Linked DNA regions of Mus musculus: region 1 is linked to region 2. The links are chromatin contacts, called in public promoter capture Hi-C maps. All regions are on one chromosome and are shown on one strand. Each heading gives the region's core, a stretch centred on a gene start, on an enhancer-like site or on the middle of the called end of the contact. The rest is flanking DNA. Distances are from core to core; before and after follow the strand shown.

Region 1 (6,116 bases), core at 759-3,258, 320 kb after region 2:
TGTTTGTTATAAAATCAGCGGCAAGAGTTTAAGCACAATGAACGTTTCCTTGTTAATAAATAAGAAGCCTACCATCTATTTGGTCCCCTCACCACCCTCCATATTGTCAGATTTCCTGAGTGCTATTGTCCCAACTTTCTGTGTTTTCTACAGCTGAGCCATTATTTTGTGTGAGTTCTTTAGCTGGCTGATTACCATTCTTGTATTAGTTTCCACCTCGTCAGCAAAGTAAGATTCATCCCAACATAATCTGTACACGGAATGGGACACATCATCTGAATCACACACACACACACACACACACACACACACACACATACACACACATACACACACACACACACACACACACACACACACACACACACACACACATACACACACACACACATACACACACACACACACACACACACACACACACACACACACACACCCCTCTTCACTTAGGCCTGACAGCATGCTGAGGTAACTTACCTTACTTCTGGGTCAGCACCGTGTTGTAACAAGCAAAGCAAACTTTGTGGCTTGCGGTACTCGGCGGCCAGATGGATGGGAAAGATAGGCTGTGTCTGCTGCAGGGAAACCACAGTGCATTACAAACATGGTTACTTGGCACAGCTCACTGGTCCACAGTCTAAGGATGTTAGCATTGGCTTGGCTTCAGTTCATGCATTGAGATGTTGTATTTATTTGTTTGTTTGTTTTTGTTTTGTTTCTTGGCGAGAGTTTCCCTGTGTAGATGGAGCCTGGAATTCACAGACAGATCCAGCTGCCCCTGCCTCCTAAGGCATGTGCTATCATTCCTGGCTGAAGCTTTTCTCCTTGAGTTTAAATTACCATAACTGGTGAATTTAAATGACCCACTTTGTGTTTTAGAGCTGAGCATGTTAGTGCTCACCTGTAAATAATCCTAGCCCCTGGGGGGTGGAGGTGCAGGAGAGTCAGGAGTACGAGGCCGTCTCTGGCTATAAAATCAGGAGCAAATTGCTCTGAAATCATTTAGTCCTTAAATTAACCCACAAGTTGAATAGCAAGTACTTGTTACATTTTGTTTAGGTCTTGCCAAGCCATCATGAGCTATAAAATGTGGGTTTCTAAGGTTTCATAGGTGCTGTGGTCCATGTCCTTACTGTGATTGGTAGAGCTGAGGATGCTGGGTCCTAAAACACACCATGTCTGCAAGATGACAGACGAGTGAGACAAAGACGGGGGCCACTTTCCTTTTTTGGAAAAGAAAAAAAGTTAATTACAAAAGCAATGATCAACCAGCTTTGGGGGCTCATACCTATAATTCCAGCACTTGGGAGGTGGAGACAGGAGGATTGTTGCTTGCTTTAGGCAAGCTTGGGTAACATGGTGAGTTCTAGGCCAGCCTGGACTATAGAGTAAGCCCAGCCTCAAACAAACAGAAAATCTAGGAAGGTGTGTATAGGAAGTGAAAAATAATTCACCTTACATGACATCGTCGCTGTGGGTGTGTTCTGAGAGGAGGAGGGTACCCTTCTTCCAGCCACACAAGCTGTGTTCCATCCATCCATCTGTGTGTGGCGCAGGATGGAGGAGTTGCAGGCTAGGGTATGTGTACTGGACCTGGGGGATGGTCTGCGGAGCCCTATGTTTTGTGAAGTCCTCCAAAGTTCTGGGGTTAAAAGGGTGTGCCACCGCTTCCCGCTCTGTTGTTTCTTTACTGTGACAGAGAGGAGGGAGTACCTGGCTCAGTAGTCTGTAACGGGTGGAGTTGGCCAGGATGGTCAGGGGCTGGTTGACAGGGTGGTTTCTGAGAAGTGTCTTGATGGTGTTACAGTCTTCCTTGATGATGGCCTCATACAGTTTAGAGTGCAGGGTCGTGGCCAGGCTCTCCTCCACCAACGTGGCACCGTCAGCCACCAGGTCTCTGCTTCCTCTCTTGGTTATGTTTCCCATGAGAACGGCTTTAGAGCAAGGGCTTACAGGTGAGGGAGGCTGCTATGGAATTGGTTAGTCTCTCTTACCATGATGATTCCTTTGGCTCAGTTCTAGAACTGTTCTAGAATTATGTTTGTCAAAAGAATCCTTTGTTCGTTCTTTTTATTTTTTTTTTCAGTTTTTTTTTTTTTTTTTTTTTGAGACAGGCTTTCTCTGGAAGTCTCTGTGTAGATCAGGCTGGCCTCAAATGTAGAGACCCACCAGCCTCTGCCTCCCAAGTGCTGGGATTAAAGGCGTGTGCACTGAATCCATGTTATACTGGAGCCAGCCCGAGATTTTGTTCCCTCATTTATAGTACCAATTGCAAGCATCGTTTCTCAGCTTTTACACCAAACTGGCACCTTATGGCTAAAAGCATTTCTCTTTTCCCTTACATATCAACTATAATTAAATCTAATAGGACCAAGTGAGCTGGCCAGGGTAAGATGCCTGCCACCAAGAATGAGCACTTGAGCTCCACCCTGACGATCTACACAGTGGGACTCCTGAAGGTTGTCCTCTGACCTCGCTCGCCATGCCATGCCATGCCATGCCATGTATGCACAGTTTTTTAAAAAATTTGGAGGAGCTAGAGAAAGTACCCAAGGAGCTGAAGGGGTCTGCAACCCTATAGGTGGAACAACAATATGAACTAACCAGTACCCCGGAGCTCGTGACTCTTAACTGCATATGTAGCAGAAGATGGCCTAGTCGGCCATCATTGGGAAGAGAGACCCCTTGGTCTTGCAAACTTTATATGCCTCAGTACAGGAAAACGCCAGGGCCAAGAAGTGGGAGTGGGTAGGTAGGGGAGTGGGGGGTGGTATGGGGGACTTTTGGGATAGTATTTGAAATGTAAATGAAGAAAATACCTAATATAAAAAATTTGGAAATGGAAAAAAATAAAATGGAAAAAAATTATTCATTTATTTTATGTAGATGAGTACACCGTAGCTGTCTTTATGCACACCAGAAGAGGGCATTGAATCCCATTATAGATGGTGTAAGCCACTGTGTGCTTGCTGGGAACTGAACTCAGGACCTCTGGAAGAGCAGTCAGTGCTCTTAACTGCTAAGCCATCTCTTCAGCCCTGCACATACGATTTTTAAAAAACCAAACTCTTAGCAGGACCAAAATAGAGTAGGACATATATTAACATAAAAGTGAACTACATTTAATCTGTTAGCTTTAATTTTAGTAAAATCTTTTCTCCCAGTTACATGGTGATGTTGTTGCTATTATTCAAAACAGTCTCTTGCAGCTCTGGCTTGCTTCAAGCTTGCTATGTAGTTGAGGATGACCTTGAACCTCTGATCTTGCCACCCCCTCTCTAGTGCTGGATCGCAGATATATATATATATATATATATATGTGTGTGTGTGTGTGTGTGTGTGTGTGTGTGTGTGTGTGTTACTTTATGCCTTGTTGGAGTGAGGTCACAGTGCTTTGTTCGTGCTACATCAAAACGTTCCTCAGCGGCCAGCACTCAGCAACCTTTTTACTTTGGTGTGTGAGTGTATGTGTAGCATGCTCAGTGTGTGTGGTGTGTGTGTCTATGTGGGTGGCATGCTTTGTGTGTGTGTGTGTGTGGTGTGGTGTGATGTGAATGTATATGTGGTGTGTGTGTGCTCACATGCTCATGTGTGTGTGGGTGTGTGTGTGTGTGTGTGGTGTGTGCTTGTGTGTGTGAGCCAGAGGAGTACTTTGAATGACCTACTCTATCACTCTCTCCCTTATTATTCTCTTGATGCCGCATCTCTCACTGAAGCGGCTGGCAGCCAGCAAGCCCAGGGACCCTCCTGTGTCTTCTGTATGATGCCAGAGTTACAGGCACTCCTGGGCCACACCCAGCTTTTTACCTGAGTGTTAGAGACTCGACTCTACGCCATGTGCTTGCACAGCCGACACCTACTCACGGCGCTGCCCCCCAGCCCAGCAGCTTTCTGTTTGCTTGAAATAGGGCTTTTGTTGTATAGGCCTTGATAACCTTGGACTCACCATGTAGCCCGGACTGGCTCCATAGTCACAGCGACCCTCCTGCCTCCGCCTCCCAGTTGTGGCATCACAGGTGTCAGCCTCCATGCCTGGCACTCAGCAACTCCTAAGTTTTTACTCTTTGTTTTAAGACAACTGAGTTGACTTCTCTGCTTATTTGTAGCCTAGAAATATTTTTCTTCATGGCCCTGATCAGCAAGTAAAAATAGGAGACTTTGGTCTGGCCTGTGCAGACATCATCCAGAATGCAGACTGGACCAACAGAAATGGGAAAGGTAATTATTTATTTGTTCACTTATTTTCTTTATCTTTGCATTTAAAAATTAAAAAGAGACCTAGTTGAACATGTCCTTACATACCGAGAGTCTTAGAGCTTCCATAAGTGAGGCCAGCAGGCGGCCGTTCCTTCAGGAGCGGCAGAGAGAGGTCTGTGTGCGTCACAGTAGGTTGCTTAATGGCCCGTTCAATTTTAGGAACACGGACACACACATCCAGAGTGGGGACTTGTCTCTACGCATCACCGGAACAGCTGGAGGGATCCCAGTACGATGCCAAGGTACTGTTTGTTCCCCTTCCCTCGGTTTGTCAAGGATCAGCAAGAGCAGCACCATCCGTGCAGTTCTGTGGCAGAGGTGCGCCGGCCATAGCTGAGTCTTGCAGGTGACCTGTCATGTCAGACAAGCCAGCAAGAACATTCCCTTTAGGCTATGTGACTATTTCAAATTCCCCGGATGGCACTAAATGTTGAAGTCAGCCTTCCCTTTTAAATGTCACCGTTCATGTCAGGAAGCTAGGCTTGATGGAGGTCTCTTCAGTCAGTCCTTCTCTGACTGGAAACTTAGGTAAACAGATGTTCCGTGTGCCACTGACTCCTCTTGAAAGAGAATATAGATACTGTAAGGTCTTAGCCCTCTTTATTCCTTGAGAAATGTTAAAATAGTCTCTTCTATTTGAATTTGAATTTTTAAGCATTCTACTTTTCCCTCTGTACTTTGCTGGGTTTGTTTCTGTGGAGCTGAGGACTGAAGCCACGCCTTGCATGAGCGAGTCAAGTCCAGCACTGAGTTCTGTGCTCCAAGCGCCTTTTTCATTTTATAAGACAGGGTCTGTATGGCGCCGCCTAGCTTCCGACCCCTGAGTGCTGGGATTGCAGGCATGGGCTACCAGTTACGGTTCTTGAAATAAATCCCTTTCCACTACCGCAGCCTAAACAGTGATCTTTCTGATGCATCATTTCATTTTGGTTTTTAGTGACTGGAAATGAGTTGCCAGGAAAACTCCTTCCTGCTCTTAAGAGCCTATCTTCCTAGTAAGCTCCCGTTAGGGAGAGCAGGGCAGGTTTCTGCACGGCGACGAGCAGGGCAGGTTTCTGCACGGCGACAATGCATGGGGCTGGCCAGCTGGCTCAGTGGCTAAGAGGCTAAGAACCAGAGTTTGGTTCCCAGCACCCATAGCAGGCTACTCACTTGGAATTCCAGTTCCAAGGAATCTGATACCCTCTTCTGGCTTTCACACATTTTACACACACACACACACACACACACACACACACACACCAAAATTGGTCTTGAAAAAAAGCGCTCAATTATGAATAGAGGCAGAGGTTAGCCTTAGTAGGTAGGACCTGGAGACAGTCTGCTGTTGCTAAGACAGGAGTCATGAGTTTGGTCATTTTGCCTGGGTCATTCTGTCAGGCCTGGATTATGGTGGGGTGGTGGGATGATGTCTCTGTTGGGTAGGGCAATGACGGTTGTGTCTTTTGGGATACCCCTACCCTTCATCTGACCACTACCTTCCAGGCTTGTGTATGCCCTCTGGGTATCAAAGGGATGGGGTTAGGAAGGTCTCAGACATCTCTTCCCTGAGGCAGATTCCTGCTTTTGAGGCCTGAGACACCCTTCTTTGGAGATGCTATAAGGCCTCCTCCATGCATCCTTACTTGAGAGACTGTACTGTTAGACATGCCCTCCTAACTGTTAACACACTTTGCATGCCGTTTCCCTCCTCTGCAGTCAGATATGTATAGCTTGGGTGTGATCCTGCTCGAGCTCTTTCAGCCATTCGGGACAGAAATGGAGAGGGCAACAGTCTTAACAGGCGTAAGGACTGGTCGGATACCCGAATCCCTCAGTAAAAGGTGTCCGGTGCAAGCCAAGTATATCCAGCTCCTAAC
Region 2 (6,321 bases), core at 2,250-4,749:
ACCCTTCAATGTGGGATTCCAGACAAGTGCTGAGCTATATCCTAGGGTCTTTTTAAACATTTTGAGTGTATAGTCCAGATGTGATGGCTCACTCCTTTGATCCCAGCACTCCAGAGGCAAAAGCAGACAGATCTCTGAGAGTTCAAGGCTAGCCTGGTCTACAATGCAAGTTTGGGACAGCCAGGGCTACACAGAAAAACCAAAAAAGAAACAACCAAAAAAAAATCTCTAAGTATGTACGAGTGTGTGACTCTGTGTGTGTGTGTGTGTGTGTGTGTGTGTGTGTGTGTGTGTGTGAGAGTGTGCGTGCACATACGGGTGCTCTTATGCCGTGGTGCATGTATAGAGATCAGAGGACACCCTTGGGTATCAATCTTCATCATCCACCTTGTCCACAGGGTCCTCTTTTGTTCACTGCCTGTGGTCCCAGCACTCTGAAAGCTCAGACAGGGAAACTGCTGTGAATTCAAGGCCAGTCTGGGCAATATCAGTTGGGAACTCTATTTCAATACACACACACATGGGGGACTGGAGAGACGACTCACTGGCTAAGAGTATGAGGCTCTATCATGAGGGCCGGAATTACGATTCCAGCACCTACATCAGGTGGCTCACACTGCCTGTAAACTCCAATTCCCTTTGCCCTCCAAGGCACCTATACACACACATGCACATAGAGTCACACAGACACTCTCTCTCTCTCTCTCTCCCTCCCTCCCTCCCTCCCTCCTCCCTCTTTCCCTCCCTCCTTCCTTCCTTCCTTCCTTTTTTCTCTTTTTTTTTTTTTTTTTTCTGAGATAGTCTCACTCGCTGTCCTGGAACTCTCTACATAGATCAGGCTGGCCAGAAATTCGCAGAGATCTGCCTATGCCTGCTTCCTGAGTGCTGGGATTAAAAATATACAAGACCACCATCCTTTTGGCAAGGCCCTGGGAAACCCACACAGCCACACCAAACCCTATGTTCATTCCAAAGGCCAGAAGTTCAAGTGTGCCAGAGGCAGAAGGGCCAGTGAGGCTACAAAATTAACCCTGGACCTTTGGATGTTGGGGGAAAAGTACAGCACCATAATAGCCCTGTCATCTCCCCAGCACCCCGCAGACTTTCCTGTAGCTCAGGCTTGCCTAAAACTTACTCTGTAGACAAGGATGAGCCTTGACCCTCCTGCCCCCACTGCTGAGTGCTAGGATGCTAGGCATGTACCAGCAGACCCATTTTATGTAGTACTGGAATCTGAACCCAGGACTTCATGCACACTTGGCAAGCACCCTGGGACCTGAACCACACACACACACCTGACCCTCATGCCACTTTCATGCATAGGTACCATTTTATTTGGGTCATGTTTCCTGCCACCTCCTATTACTGTTACCCTTCCTGAGCCCTCCTCCCCTGTTCAACTGGTCCCCCTTCTTTTCTCAAAACCCCTCGGAAGCCATTTTCTCTTTGATGCTTCAAGTGATACATTGTAAATTCTGTTGTCTTTGGTCTTATTTATTTGTTGGGGTGTGGGAGGCACATGTGGAAATCACAGGACAATTGCTGGAGTCAGTTCCTTTCTACCATGTGGATCTGGGGCATCCGACTCAGGTCATGGGGCTTGGTGGAAAGCACTTTTACTGCCTGAGCCACCTTGCTGGACCTCATTACAAGTTCTAATATAAACAATGATCCTCTTACTTATGATGACAAATGGAGAAATATGCACTAATTGTTTTAGCTACTAAGTGGGAGTTTTACTGAGAAGATTTAGGGTGAAAAATGAAAGCTTGTTTGCTTCCGTGTGCTCACCTTGATTCCTGCACTCATAGAATGGCTCAGGCCCCCCGCCTAGGGGATGGTGACGCCTATACTGGACTAGGACTTCCCACATCAACTAACTTAAGACAGTCCTTCACAGACATGCTCACAGGTCAACCCAAGGTAGACAATCCCTCATGAAGACTCTCATCCCAGCTGGGTGGAGAAACTCAGAAGGCAGAGGCAAATGGGTCTCTGTGAGTTCCAGGACAGCCAGGGATACACAGTGAAACCTTGTCTTGAACAAAATCAAAACAAACAAACACTCATCCCAGGAGATTCTAGGTTGTATTAAGGTGACAAAGCTGACCATGGCAATACCCTATAGATCTGTAGGATCTATGTCTATGGGTGGGGCCTTCTATCTCTCAATGCTCAGTTCCTCACAGGAAATGACACCTGAAGGGTCTGTTGTATGATCCAAGGACCTCCCACAAGACCCAGTCTTAAAACATGTGCCACTTCCCACTGCCACTATTCTGGAGGCCAACTCTCCAATACATGCGCTTTTGGAGACTAATAACATCTAAATAACAGCTCGTGAGAATGTGTCACACAGACTCAAGACTGTCAGCTCCTATGTTTGTTACTGCAGGGATCCCCGGGGGCAAGATCACAAAGGAGACAGACATGTACACCCAGGGTCAGCCTCAGCTGATCTCTCAGCAGCATCTCCTTCAATGCTGTGTTCATGCTTTCCTTATTTGCCAAGTCCAGGCTGCACCAGGTACAGTGGCACATGTCTGTAAGACTAGGATCTCTCTAGACAGGAGGATTGCACATTTGAAGGCACTCTGGGCTACGTAAGGAAGCTTGTCTTACTTAGGGTTTCTGCTGCTGGGATAAAACACAAGGCCCAAAAACAACTTGGGGAGGGGAGGGTTTACTTCAGCCAATAGTTGTACATCACAGTCCACCATTAAAGGAAGTCATGGCAGGAACTCAAACAGGGCAGCAACCAGGAGGCAAGAGCTTATGCAGAGGCCCTGAAGGAGTGCTACTTACATGACTTTCTCAGCCTGTTTTCTTACAGAACCCAGGACCATCAGCCCAGGGATAGTGTCACCACATTGAGCAGGACCCTGCCATGTCAGTCATCAATCAAGAAAATGTACCACAGGCCAGTCTAGTGTGGACACTTTCTCAATTGAGGTTCCCTCTTCTAAAATGACTCTAGCTTGTGTCAAACAGACATAAAACTAGCTAGGACAGAGGGCCTTATACTGGGAATGTAGCTCAGTGGTAGAGCCCCTGCCTAAAATCCCCAAGTGAAGGGCTGGGGGCATGGCTCAGTGGTAGAGCTCCTGCCTAGAATCCCCCAGTGAGGGACTGGGGTTGTGGCTCAAGTCTCAGACAGCCTACCTAGCATATGCAAAGACCTGTGTTCCATTCACTATAACACACACACACCCCACTTGCACATGTCTGCACACTCCTGCCTGTGTGCACGCGCACGTGCACATACACAGATATTGTACTATCATCCTCCCAGAGTCAATGCAAAGATTAAGTGAGAAGACCGAGGCACATCCATGTACTAGACACAGGCTGATTTGGTCTCTTCCCCTTCTCTAATCTTGAGGGTCAGGATGACATCCTCAAGCTTGTAAGAATGTGGAGCCATCCAGGGAGGGGAGAACTTACCGTACTCACTCTTGTCCTTTCAGCGTGAATGGGGAACAAGAGATGAGTCATATCTGCGACCAACTCAAGCGAAACTGCATTCAGCATCTGGCCACAAGGGAAGTGCAGATTGCATGTACTAGACTGGCTATCACCCGAGAGTCATGGGAAGCTTGGGGGAGGATGTAGAGAAATTGGAGCCCTGGGATGCTGTTGGTGGGAATGTGGGGGCTGTTGCTGCATTGGGGAAACAGCTTGGTGATTCCTCAGAGAGTTACACACAAGACTCCGTGATCTGGAGTTACAGGACATTGTGAGCTGCCCAGTGTGTGTACTGGGAACCTAACCTGAGTCCTTTGACAGCAAGTGCTCTCAGCTGTAGAGCCATCTCATCAGCTCCATGATCTTGGAGCTTTCTGCCTCCAGAGTGGCGAGAAACAAATGGCTGTGCTTTGTCTGTATTCTTGTTTTCTGTGTTTGGATGCTTTGCCTGTAGTATGTCTGTGCACCCATGTGCGTGCTTGATACCCGTGGAGGCCAGAGGAGGGCATCAGATCACCTGGAACAGGAGTTAGGATGGTTGGGGGCTGCCGTGTAGGGGCTGGGACTGGAACCCAGTTCTTCTGTAAAAGTGGGCAGTGCTCTTCACTGCTGAGCCATCTCCCCAGCCCCAAATGCTACCTACTTTGGCCAGAGGATGTCGTTCAGTGACAGAGAGTTTGCCTAGCATATGTGAGACCTGGGGTTGGAGCTCCAAAACCTGAAAGGGAAGAAGTGTGTAAATGAATGACAGGGAGCTGGGATGAGTCAGTCTCAAGCACTTGCTGTGCAAACCTGGGGACCTAAATTTGGGCCCTAGAACCCGTGTGCGAAAGCCAGGTGTGTTGCACTAGAGAAGCAGACAGGAGGATCCCTGGGGCTAAGCGGCCAGCCAGCCTAGCCTTCTTGACCATAAACAATGTAGATAAAGCCATGGGAACAACACCTGAGGCTAAGCTCTGGCCTGCATAAGCAGGTGTGTGTGTGCAAGACACAGACACACACAGACACACACACACACACACACACACACACACACACACACACACACACTGAGAGAAGTGGGATTCAGGGTATGGATCAGTGGGTTGGTCAGCAGGGTAAGTCCCCTACCTGATACCTAGTAAGAATGGGGAATTCATATATGCTACAACTCCCATGAATTCTGGAAGCATGTAGAGAGGCTAGACATAAAGGTCACCGATTGCATAATTGTGCTCATATGAAATGTCAGGCAAAGTGGCTCTACACAGACGGCAAATAGGACAGTGGTTGCCAGGGACTGGGGCAAGGTTCAGAGGACTAAGGGGGAAAGATGAGTAAGATTCAGGGGATTTTTTGGGGAGGGGGGTGATGAAAAAGTTGAGGGTAGTGACAGTAATGCTGTTTGCTTAACTCAATGCACATGTGACAAGATATTGAGTTGTGGACTTTTTGTTACTGAGAAGGGATCTGTTGTAGCCCAGGGTGGCCTGACATTTGCTATGGTTGTAGCTGAAGCTTGACTTGAACTCTTGATCTCCCCACCTCTTTCTCCTAAGTGTTGAGTTCAGAGGCAGGTACCACTGCACCTAGATTATACTATACCCACTGAGCCACGCCCCAGCCCCTCACTGGGGGATTCTAGGCAGGGGCTCTACCACTGAGCCACACCACCAGCCCCTCACTGGGGGATTCTAGGCAGGCACTGTACTGCTGAGTCACACTCCCCAGCCTGTATTTCCTTTTGAGTGGTATGTTACAATTGAACATATTTATAAGGGGCAGGGTAACATTTTGCTTCATATATACAATATATCTGCATCAGCCTTGGTCTTTGTACTAGATCAAAGTAAGCTAAGAGCTGGTTAGCTTTTGGGTCTTGAGATTCCTCAACTCCAGAAGGGTCTTTTGGTCCCATCGTGCCTGGCCTATGCTTTGCTGTTCCTTAAGGGCTTATTTTTAGCTGCTTGCTGGGACCCATTTTGAGGTAAGCCACTGGCTACTTGCACAGCACTTTTATTTTTTTATTTTTTTGGACTGATCATTGCTATTCCACCAGAGTAGAAGCTCTAAGGCAGAAACATTTCCTTTTTAAGGCGGTGATTCTCTAGCAGTTCAAAGCCTAATCCAAAAGATTAGCAAAAATAGCCAGTTGCTAAATAGCGCCAACGTGGGAAATGCAGGCGATAGATTCGTTGCTCTGAGAGGAGCAGAAACAGAAAAGGAGGATCGCTGTGAGCCGCTCTGAGGAGTGAATTCCCTGCTAGAGCGGAATTTTCTATTTTTAAGCAGAAAGTTAACCTTCATCAATGATAAATGAAGCACACCTGAGCCCAAACTGTATGCCACTCCACACCCTTTCTCCTATTTGATTTAAGAGGTAGCTTTGCTCGGGGCAGTAGTGGCGCACACCTTTGGTCTCAGCACTTGTGAGGTAGAGGCAGGCAGATTTCTGAGTTTGAGTCCAGCCTGGTCTACACAGTGAATTCCAGGACAGCCAGGACGACACAGAGAAACCCTCTTTTGAAAAAAAAAAAAAAAAAGGAGGAGGGGAGAAGTAGCTTTGCTGGGTGTGGTGGTGCATGCCTGTAGCCTTAGTGCTAAGGAGTCTGAGGGAGGAGGTTCTTGGCTTAGAGATGTTCAAGCAACATAGTAAACTCAAGGTCAGCTTGTACTCTGAGACTCTGTATCACACAAAACCAAAAACAAGCAAAAAAAAAAAATGGGGGGGGGGCATGTTGTAGGCATAATTCTGTGGTAGAGCACCTGCCTAGAATCCCCCAGTGAGGGGCTGGGGGCGTGGCTCAGTGGTAGAGCCCCTGCCTAGAATCCCCCAATGAGGGGCTGGGGGCGTGGCTCAGTGGTAGAGCCCCTGCC

Evidence for each region. Promoter capture Hi-C pulls out the DNA fragments that hold promoters and counts their contacts.
Region 1: a contact with region 2 is called in a promoter capture Hi-C map of the HPC-7 cell line. The contact joins the promoter of Ankrd61 here to the enhancer-like site in region 2. A contact is called at or near these places in 20 of 39 promoter capture datasets (the 3T3-L1 cell line, the C10 cell line, the HPC-7 cell line and 14 more), 3 of 15 datasets of contacts at CTCF or cohesin (the NIH/3T3 cell line, large pre-B cells and stem cell-derived epiblast-like cells), 17 of 484 Hi-C or Micro-C datasets (CD8 T cells, the G1E-ER4 cell line, Th1 cells and 13 more), 31 of 115 datasets of contacts at active chromatin or transcription factors (the NIH/3T3 cell line, acute myeloid leukemia, astrocytes and 19 more) and 3 of 9 other capture datasets (adipose tissue, embryonic stem cells and liver).

The regions. Positions count from the first base shown.
Region 1 is chr5:143,893,059-143,899,174 of GRCm38.p6, forward strand. It overlaps Ankrd61 (ankyrin repeat domain 61), which reads right to left and starts at 2,009. Exons shown (of 3, transcript NM_025732.4): 1 at 1,714-2,009; 2 at 478-575. The coding sequence starts at 1,926. Eif2ak1 (eukaryotic translation initiation factor 2 alpha kinase 1) reads left to right here. Exons shown (of 15, transcript NM_013557.2): 12 at 4,107-4,218; 13 at 4,417-4,499; 14 at 5,956-6,116.
Region 2 is chr5:143,576,467-143,582,787 of GRCm38.p6, forward strand. No RefSeq gene overlaps it. Among named protein-coding and RNA genes, the nearest start is that of Fam220a, 31 kb to the left of the region's middle. Within about 2 kb of position 3,500, at least 74 of the 459 cell types and tissues checked have an H3K27ac peak or open chromatin away from gene starts, as enhancers often do. A contact at or near this core is called in the G1E-ER4 cell line, the HPC-7 cell line, adipose tissue and 3 more, where this site is marked.